2 separate regions of the Mus musculus genome follow, and region 2 is linked to region 1. The links are chromatin contacts, called in public Hi-C maps. All regions are on one chromosome and are shown on one strand. Each heading gives the region's core, a stretch centred on a gene start, on an enhancer-like site or on the middle of the called end of the contact. The rest is flanking DNA. Distances are from core to core; before and after follow the strand shown. Region 1 overlaps Hdac4 (histone deacetylase 4). Region 2 has its middle 36 kb from the start of Gm35992.

What was found. A called contact is a pair of places that touch in the nucleus more often than the background predicts.
Region 2: a contact with region 1 is called in a Hi-C map of myocytes, with 1.8 times the contacts expected there. The contact joins two enhancer-like sites. A contact is called at or near these places in 5 of 484 Hi-C or Micro-C datasets (the G1E-ER4 cell line, bone marrow-derived macrophages, myocytes and 2 more) and 1 of 9 other capture datasets (adipose tissue).

The regions. Positions count from the first base shown.
Region 1 is chr1:92,128,722-92,132,100 of GRCm38.p6, reverse strand. The region is part of intron 2 of Hdac4 (histone deacetylase 4); the gene reads left to right. Among named protein-coding and RNA genes, the nearest start is that of Hdac4, 50 kb to the left of the region's middle. Within about 2 kb of position 1,555, at least 154 of the 459 cell types and tissues checked have an H3K27ac peak or open chromatin away from gene starts, as enhancers often do. A contact at or near this core is called in myocytes, where this site is marked.
Region 2 is chr1:92,342,285-92,345,663 of GRCm38.p6, reverse strand. No RefSeq gene overlaps it. Among named protein-coding and RNA genes, the nearest start is that of Gm35992, 36 kb to the left of the region's middle. Within about 2 kb of position 1,608, at least 22 of the 459 cell types and tissues checked have an H3K27ac peak or open chromatin away from gene starts, as enhancers often do. A contact at or near this core is called in myocytes, where this site is marked.

The DNA.
Region 1 (3,379 bases), core at 306-2,805:
GGCCAGTTATCCTGTTTTTCAGTCTAATGACACAGGTATGCTGTTTGACTACTCTTCAGGGCCCCTGTTCTGCACTGTCCAGACGGCTTTGTTCTCTGTGTTCCATGCTTTATAGGATGCCATGAAATGGAGTGGGCTGAGTTGTATCTGAAGCCGTGAGCCACTCTTATAACTCTTATTCAGATCTTTTACGAGGTGATTTTTGCTGTACCTTGTAAGTGATGTGATGCTTGCCTGCCCGACTTCCCATCCAGTCCTCTTAGCATGAGTGAAGAGTCCTTTCAGGAGTTTCCTTGAGAGGTAGTTTGGAAGGAGGTGGTATGGTGGCTATCAGGTTGTGGGGGGCCAGGCACAGACTACTTGTTGGGCAGTGGAAGTGTGACTCAAGTCCTTTGTCCTGTGGGGCCAGGGTGTGTTAAAGACCTTAGTTCTTGGTCCTAGGATCTCCCCTATTCTCATACACTGATTGTAATCAAGGACCAAAAGGCTACAATAAACCAGAGGCTGGCAGATGGATGGTTTGGCGCTCTCACACTTGAGATGGAGTGCAAAATGGCTTCTCTAGAGTAATTTTTTTTTTTGAGATAGAATGCTAGAAGCATATTTATCTTTTGTAAGGAGTAATCCATGCATTTGATGTAACATGCTGAGTATCATTAACCATGCATTTGATGTGACTTGGTTGTAAATAGTTAGATATGCATTTGATATAACTCGCTGTGTATACTGAACCATGCATTTGAAGTGGCATAGCTATGCATAGTTAGCCATGTATTTGATATGACAGGGCTGTATATAGTTAAGCATACATGTGATGTGATGTGGCTTTGCATGGCTAGCCATGTGTTTGATGTCACATGGTTGTATGTAGTTGACCATGCATTTGATGTCACATGGCACCTGGGGTGTACAAAGAGGATGGTAGCAGAAAAAGCCTCGCTTGTGCACACATCCCATCCTGGGAGGAGGCTGCTGCTGCTGCAAAGGCTACATCTCTCACATTCCAACTTTCTCATCTTTAGGTTGTCTCCTGATTTGCAAACTTTAAAATCCAGTTCTTGAGAAAGGGATAATAGCAATAGATTACAAGATCAGAGGCATCTAGTCATTTCTATAGACACCCCAACCATGGAGTGTGCACACTGGTGGGGCCTTGCAGACGCCATCTGAAGGGGGCCTCTGGGAGAAGATTGGCTCTGGGGCAGGCCACTGGATACTGTGGCCAGCCACAGCAGAGCCAGGCATTGTGGCAGGACCTCCCCAGCCTGGGCCTGGGCCTGATTTACCAGCCTGGAGCTGCTTGGAAGACTTGGGTGTGCTGCTCCCAGAGGAGGAGTGGCTCCGCTTACACACTCAGCCTCAGGCCTGTAGCCCAGGCCAAGTGGTTTCTTAAAAAGAATTCTTCCTCCCCTGATTAATTTCTGGCATGCAGTGCTTGGGAGCTCTTGCGTCAGTAAATCGTCACGAACCCTCAGTCGTCTGGATCAGACATAAACACCAGGCCCAGCTCCACCACCCCTGACATCCTGCCAAGCCTACTTGCCCTCAAAGCCTCAGGACAGGCAGCTGCAGAAAGAGAGGCAGGGACTATTGCTGCTCAAAGTCCTCTCAGAGAGTGCCTAACTGCCCTGCATGCCGTGCTCGTGGGCCAGGATGCTAGGCTCAGATGTGACTTATTTATGGGACTGTGTGCTGTTTCTCCCCTGACATTCCAGACACATCCACTGGGTATTTTACTCTTTGGGAACAGTTACTGCCTTCCGTTGGCATTCTGTTTGAGTTTATAAAGGTCCCTGTGTGAGATTCACCTTGTGGTTTTAGCATCAGGGGAGTCTAGAGAGTGAGTATGTTTCCTGCTGTCTGGACAGAACTTTCTGAAGTCTGAGGAATTCAGTGAACTCCCCATCAGGCCTTCTCACCCATAGGTGAGGCCGTCTCTCCTCTTGTCTCCTTCCTCCCCTCTGTCTAAGACACACTTTTCGTCTTGGCGTGTAATATCAGAAGAGGCCAGAACAGGTGAAGTTTCACCAGAGCTTCTTCAGACTCCTGGAAAACGACTTGTAACTGCTGTCCTGCAGTCAGTGGGAGACACAAACATTAGGGCTTCCTAGGGTATCTTTAGGGAACATGTGTGGCTGTAGCCTCTGTAATCCAGCTGTTGTAGATACTAAGGGGTGATATTGGGGGCCCTGGCCATATTTTATGGTTGTGTCAGGCCATGCTGTGTTTGAGACAGAGTTCCTTAGAGGCTCCAGAGGCAGAGTTACAAGTGTAGTGTTGAGTGAGGTCTTGCCCAGGTAGCCTGTGCAGAACATGTTATCAGGGTCTTTCATTATTTTCTTCTAATTTTCCACCTCTACATCCTTGCCACAGTTTAAGGAAGATTTATGAATGAAAAGTAAATCTAGGGTGTAAGCAATACTAACATATGTGATGCTAAAGACAGAGTGACCTGTTTTAGCCATAGTGTCCCTTGGTGGGTTCTAGGGCTCTGCCATGGTGGAGCTAGAGTTCAACGCTTCCCATAACATCTGAACTATATGCTAGGCATGGCCGCTTTCCCCCTGACCCCAGGTAGTGGAAGAATGCTTATTAGGCTCAAGCTCGCTTGTTAATGTCATTTGTTCCCTAAGCCTTATGCCTTTCTGGGAATGTACAGCTTCTGCTGCAGGTGTGGTGAGGCCCCATGGCTGGGACAAATGTTCAGGTGCAGCTGAGAGAACAGAGCCAAGCAGGGCTCAGCTTATGAGACCCCAGGTCCCTGTGGCTTCTGGGGGTTCTACAGTCTCTGGTTTTGAAACATGTTTAGTATAGGCAGTTAATCAGTCATCATAGGCTTTTCCTGGAAGTGTGTGTGTGTGTATGTGTGTGTGTGTGTGTGTGTGTGTGTGTGGTGGGGGGTACTATTGCAGGTGATGTGGTCTCAGTGGTTCCTTGAGCCTGGGAAAGTCTTGGGTCTGTGTGCTTCTCTTAGGAATGAGAGCAGAATGTTCTCTGTGGACAGGGTATTCATGGGAACTGCTCCACTGACTCCATTTGCTGTATGGAGTCTTAGGATAACATGGAAGTGGGCCTCTAAAGCCACAGAGGCAGTAGCTGTTAGCTTGTAAAGGTCCTGAGTTTCCCAGTTAGCCTTACTCTTCCTAACAACACATGGCACCTATGGTGGGTTCCCCATTCTTCCTGAGGTCTTTCATTTAGTGTGTCTTGAACACTTTTATATATCAGTTACAGCCTTTGCCTGGGTGTAGCAACACATTCCTGTAATCCCTGAATTCAGAGGCAAAGGCAGGAGGATAGAGTTCAGGGCCTAGGCTGGTCTATGCTGTGAAGCACTTAACTCTTTCCTTTATACTTGGGTGTTATTCTGATCTTTTCC
Region 2 (3,379 bases), core at 359-2,858, 210 kb before region 1:
TGCTCAGTTTCTCACACTGGTGATGAGGAGCTGAGAAGTGGGGCTGCCTTTCACTTTGCAACCCCGAGGAAGGGGCAGCCCACTTTCACAAGCTGACTGTTGGTGTCTCATAGGCTGTGTGGACCAGTGACACTCGCCTTGAACATCTGGCATGTGGACAGCAGGGGGGATGGGCAGAGTGAAGGCTTCTAAGCCACGTCTTGCCTGAAACTTGGATTCTGCCCCATCAAACCTGTGTGGTTGTGCTTTCTCTCAGTGTGGGGAGGGGCCCAGCTCCAGGCAGAGAGAAGAGGCATGGCTTTGCAGTGAGAGCAAGATGAGGAAGTAGAGGCAGGTTCAAATACCCAGAAGAAGGTAGGGAGGGCCAGTTCCAAAGCACCATGTGACCTGTGGGACCCAGTGACCTGTATTCCAGCCACAGTCTGATACTTAACCAGACCTGAGTGACCATCAGTCCTGACCCAGAATGGTGACTATCAGCCCTCCATTAGAGTTAACTGGGATGATGGGGAGTCCCATATCTTATCCAAGGAAGGAGGTATCCTTCACTCATGGTAATAGGGGTAAGGAGCTTGGAGGGCTTCTGTTAGGCATTCCCAGCAGATCTGCTCGGTTCCTGGCTTGTTCAAGACTCATAGGTCTGGCAGTTCCCATACAGTATCTGTTGGGCTGGGGACATCACTACAACAGAAGAAGACTAGCTGTCTCTGGGTCCTGGCCCCCCAGCAGCCAGGCAGGCACTAGCCCTGGGCCTCAGTGGGAAGGAAAAGTCCCTTTATCACTCTCCAGCATTTAGTTTGCCTGGATCCTCCTCCCCTAGCTAATTCCTCCACTGCTTCTAGCACACAATCTAGCCTCCAACTCCATTCTCTGCCTCAGGGGTCCTAGACCCTCTATGATCTCTGCCCACAGCCTGGGCTCTAAAGCTTGTACCATGGAGCACTGTAGCTTCTGCAGCCTCAACTCCTATCTACGTGCCCTACTCCACCCCAAATCCTCAACTCCCAACTACAGACTGAACCAGGTAGTTTGGGGTGATCAGGAGTGGGTGGAGCCCTCCTGAAAGCCTCAAGGTTGGCTGTGCAGAGGGGAGCGGCTCTTCTCATAGGCATCTGCAATTGCCTTAGTGCCCCAGGAACAAGGAGGGTGGAGCAAGAGAGAAAGGGCTGGAAATCCAGACATCTGAGGAACTGGAGAGAAGGGTGAGCCTCAGAGTCTACCAGTTTCTTTGCAAGTTGGGGTAGGTTGGCTTTCAGGGTCCTGAGGCTATTTCCACCAAGAGAGTCATGTTAGAGTGCTGCAGCCCTTGGGAACGGAGAATGGTATATGACCCCGATATCTCAGGCTGTCTTTAGAAATGAGAGCTGGAGAGCAGAAGGCTACATGTGAAGAGGGGCACTGGGCAGCCCAGGTATGGCAGGAACACACCGGCCAGGATGAGAGGTAGCCCAGCTTCCTGCTCACTGTGTGCGTGGGGCACATTAACTTCTCTGGACCAGGTCTCCAGAGGTGCACTCCAAGGGAGGCAGGGAAATGGGAGAGACAACAGTGCTCACCCACAGTCCTCACCAAGCTTGGCAGCTATGTGAGCCGGTGCTGGCATGTCCAGTAGGCAGATGGATTACAGTGGAGCTCAGTTTACTGAGTGAGGTCAGCCACTCCAGCTGTCACCCACGCCTTTGGAACTGGAGCTGCCATGAAGATGTTCTGGCAGGAAAGAGACCTATCTTGTCTCCCAACACCCAGGCTGGGCCCTCACACCTGCAGGTTGGTGACAGATTTAGCATCTGCCCTGGCACCCTCTCTCCCTCCTCTGCATTCTCTCCCCCACCTTGGTCTGCATCCTGAACATCATGGGACCAGCCCCTTGTTCTTGCCAACTGGCTGTTGTGCATGGCAGTGACCCAGCCCCAAGAAGACATTCCTGATATATTTGCTATAGAGCTTTCTGGCTGGGCAGAGGTAAGAGAGATAAAAGGCTTACATTTGAAGAGCTGGAGGTGGGAGACTGAAAGCGCATTCGAGAAGTAAGAAGACGGTCTCAGAAGGTTCTGTGTGGGCCATGGAGAGAGGGCATGAGAACCAAGAACCAAAGGCTATATTGCCCAAGAGCTGGCATCAGTCATAGGGTGGGTATCTTATGACAACACTCCAAAGGGCCAGCTGTTTCTTGCAGGAAGCGGATGGCAGCTAGGGTTCTCAGGAAAACAGCCTGCCGATGTTCAAAGTGCAAATGAGAGACATAATCAGACATAGACTCAGCCACTGTGCTTGAGGGGAGGAAACCAAGTGGGGTTAGAACAACCTGGTCTGAGGATACTGAGCCAAGGGCAGGAGAGGACAGGGCCACCATGAGGACAGGGGACACGCTTTAGGGGAATGCACTGCACTGAAGGGGACAACAGTGGTAAGCAGACAGGAATGGGTGCCAGTTCCGCTTATGAGGAGCCCTGGTAGAGAGCAGGGCTGGGTGGTGCCACCAAGGCCAAGCGTGGGTGACAGCTGGGAAGCAGGGACCCTTTCCCCCAAGCCCTGGCCACTAAGCTGCTTCTCCATTAGCATTCAGCAACCACGGATCCGATTCCTGAGGTCAGTCCCAAGGTGAGTTTGTTTTTATTTTGAATAGAGTAGCAAAGAGGAGCTTACTGGTCGACCACACTCACACTATGTCCCCACTTGAGGGCCAGGTCTCTGATATAAGACCCACTATCCAGCCCAGAGCAACTCAAAGCCCCAGCCCTTTCCTGAGCTTAGGACCTTCCAATTGCTTTCCTGGTCACTGTCTCCTGGTCATACAGAGGCCTTCTGTGTCTGTCTCACTGACATGAATGAGTCCGGGAAGTACAGCCACAGGCTATGGTTACAGTTTTTCTAGTTCTTACCCTGCATCAAATCAGATTTTAAATTCAAGCCAGTCTTCAGTAAAAGCCACTTAGATGACAGCAGCCCCTGGCCCTATGGGGGAGTAGCTGTCTTGATGCCTTGGTGACACCTTCAGATTGTGTCCTCTCTTGGTGCCTAAAAACATTACCACAGTGCTGGCTGACACGACGTGTGTGGGGTAAGACTTGAAAGGGCCTTAGTGTGTCACCTAAACCTGCCCTTCTCCGTTCCTGTCACCTCGCAAGTAGCAAGTACATTTTCAGAGACTGGGGAGCTCACCGCAGATTCAAGGATACAGAGACAAGGGGACATTTCTACAGGCGAGATGGAGAGGCTCACACAAGCTGTTTTGAAACAGCCATTTCTTCCACTGAGACTTAAAACAGGAGTGTTCAAGGATCAATAACAAGGTGGCGCCCGTCCAAACTCGGGCAGGCCACGGCTGGGTGGATGCCCTTGCAAAAGTATTTTCTGAGTAAGGTTGCTCTGGTCTGTG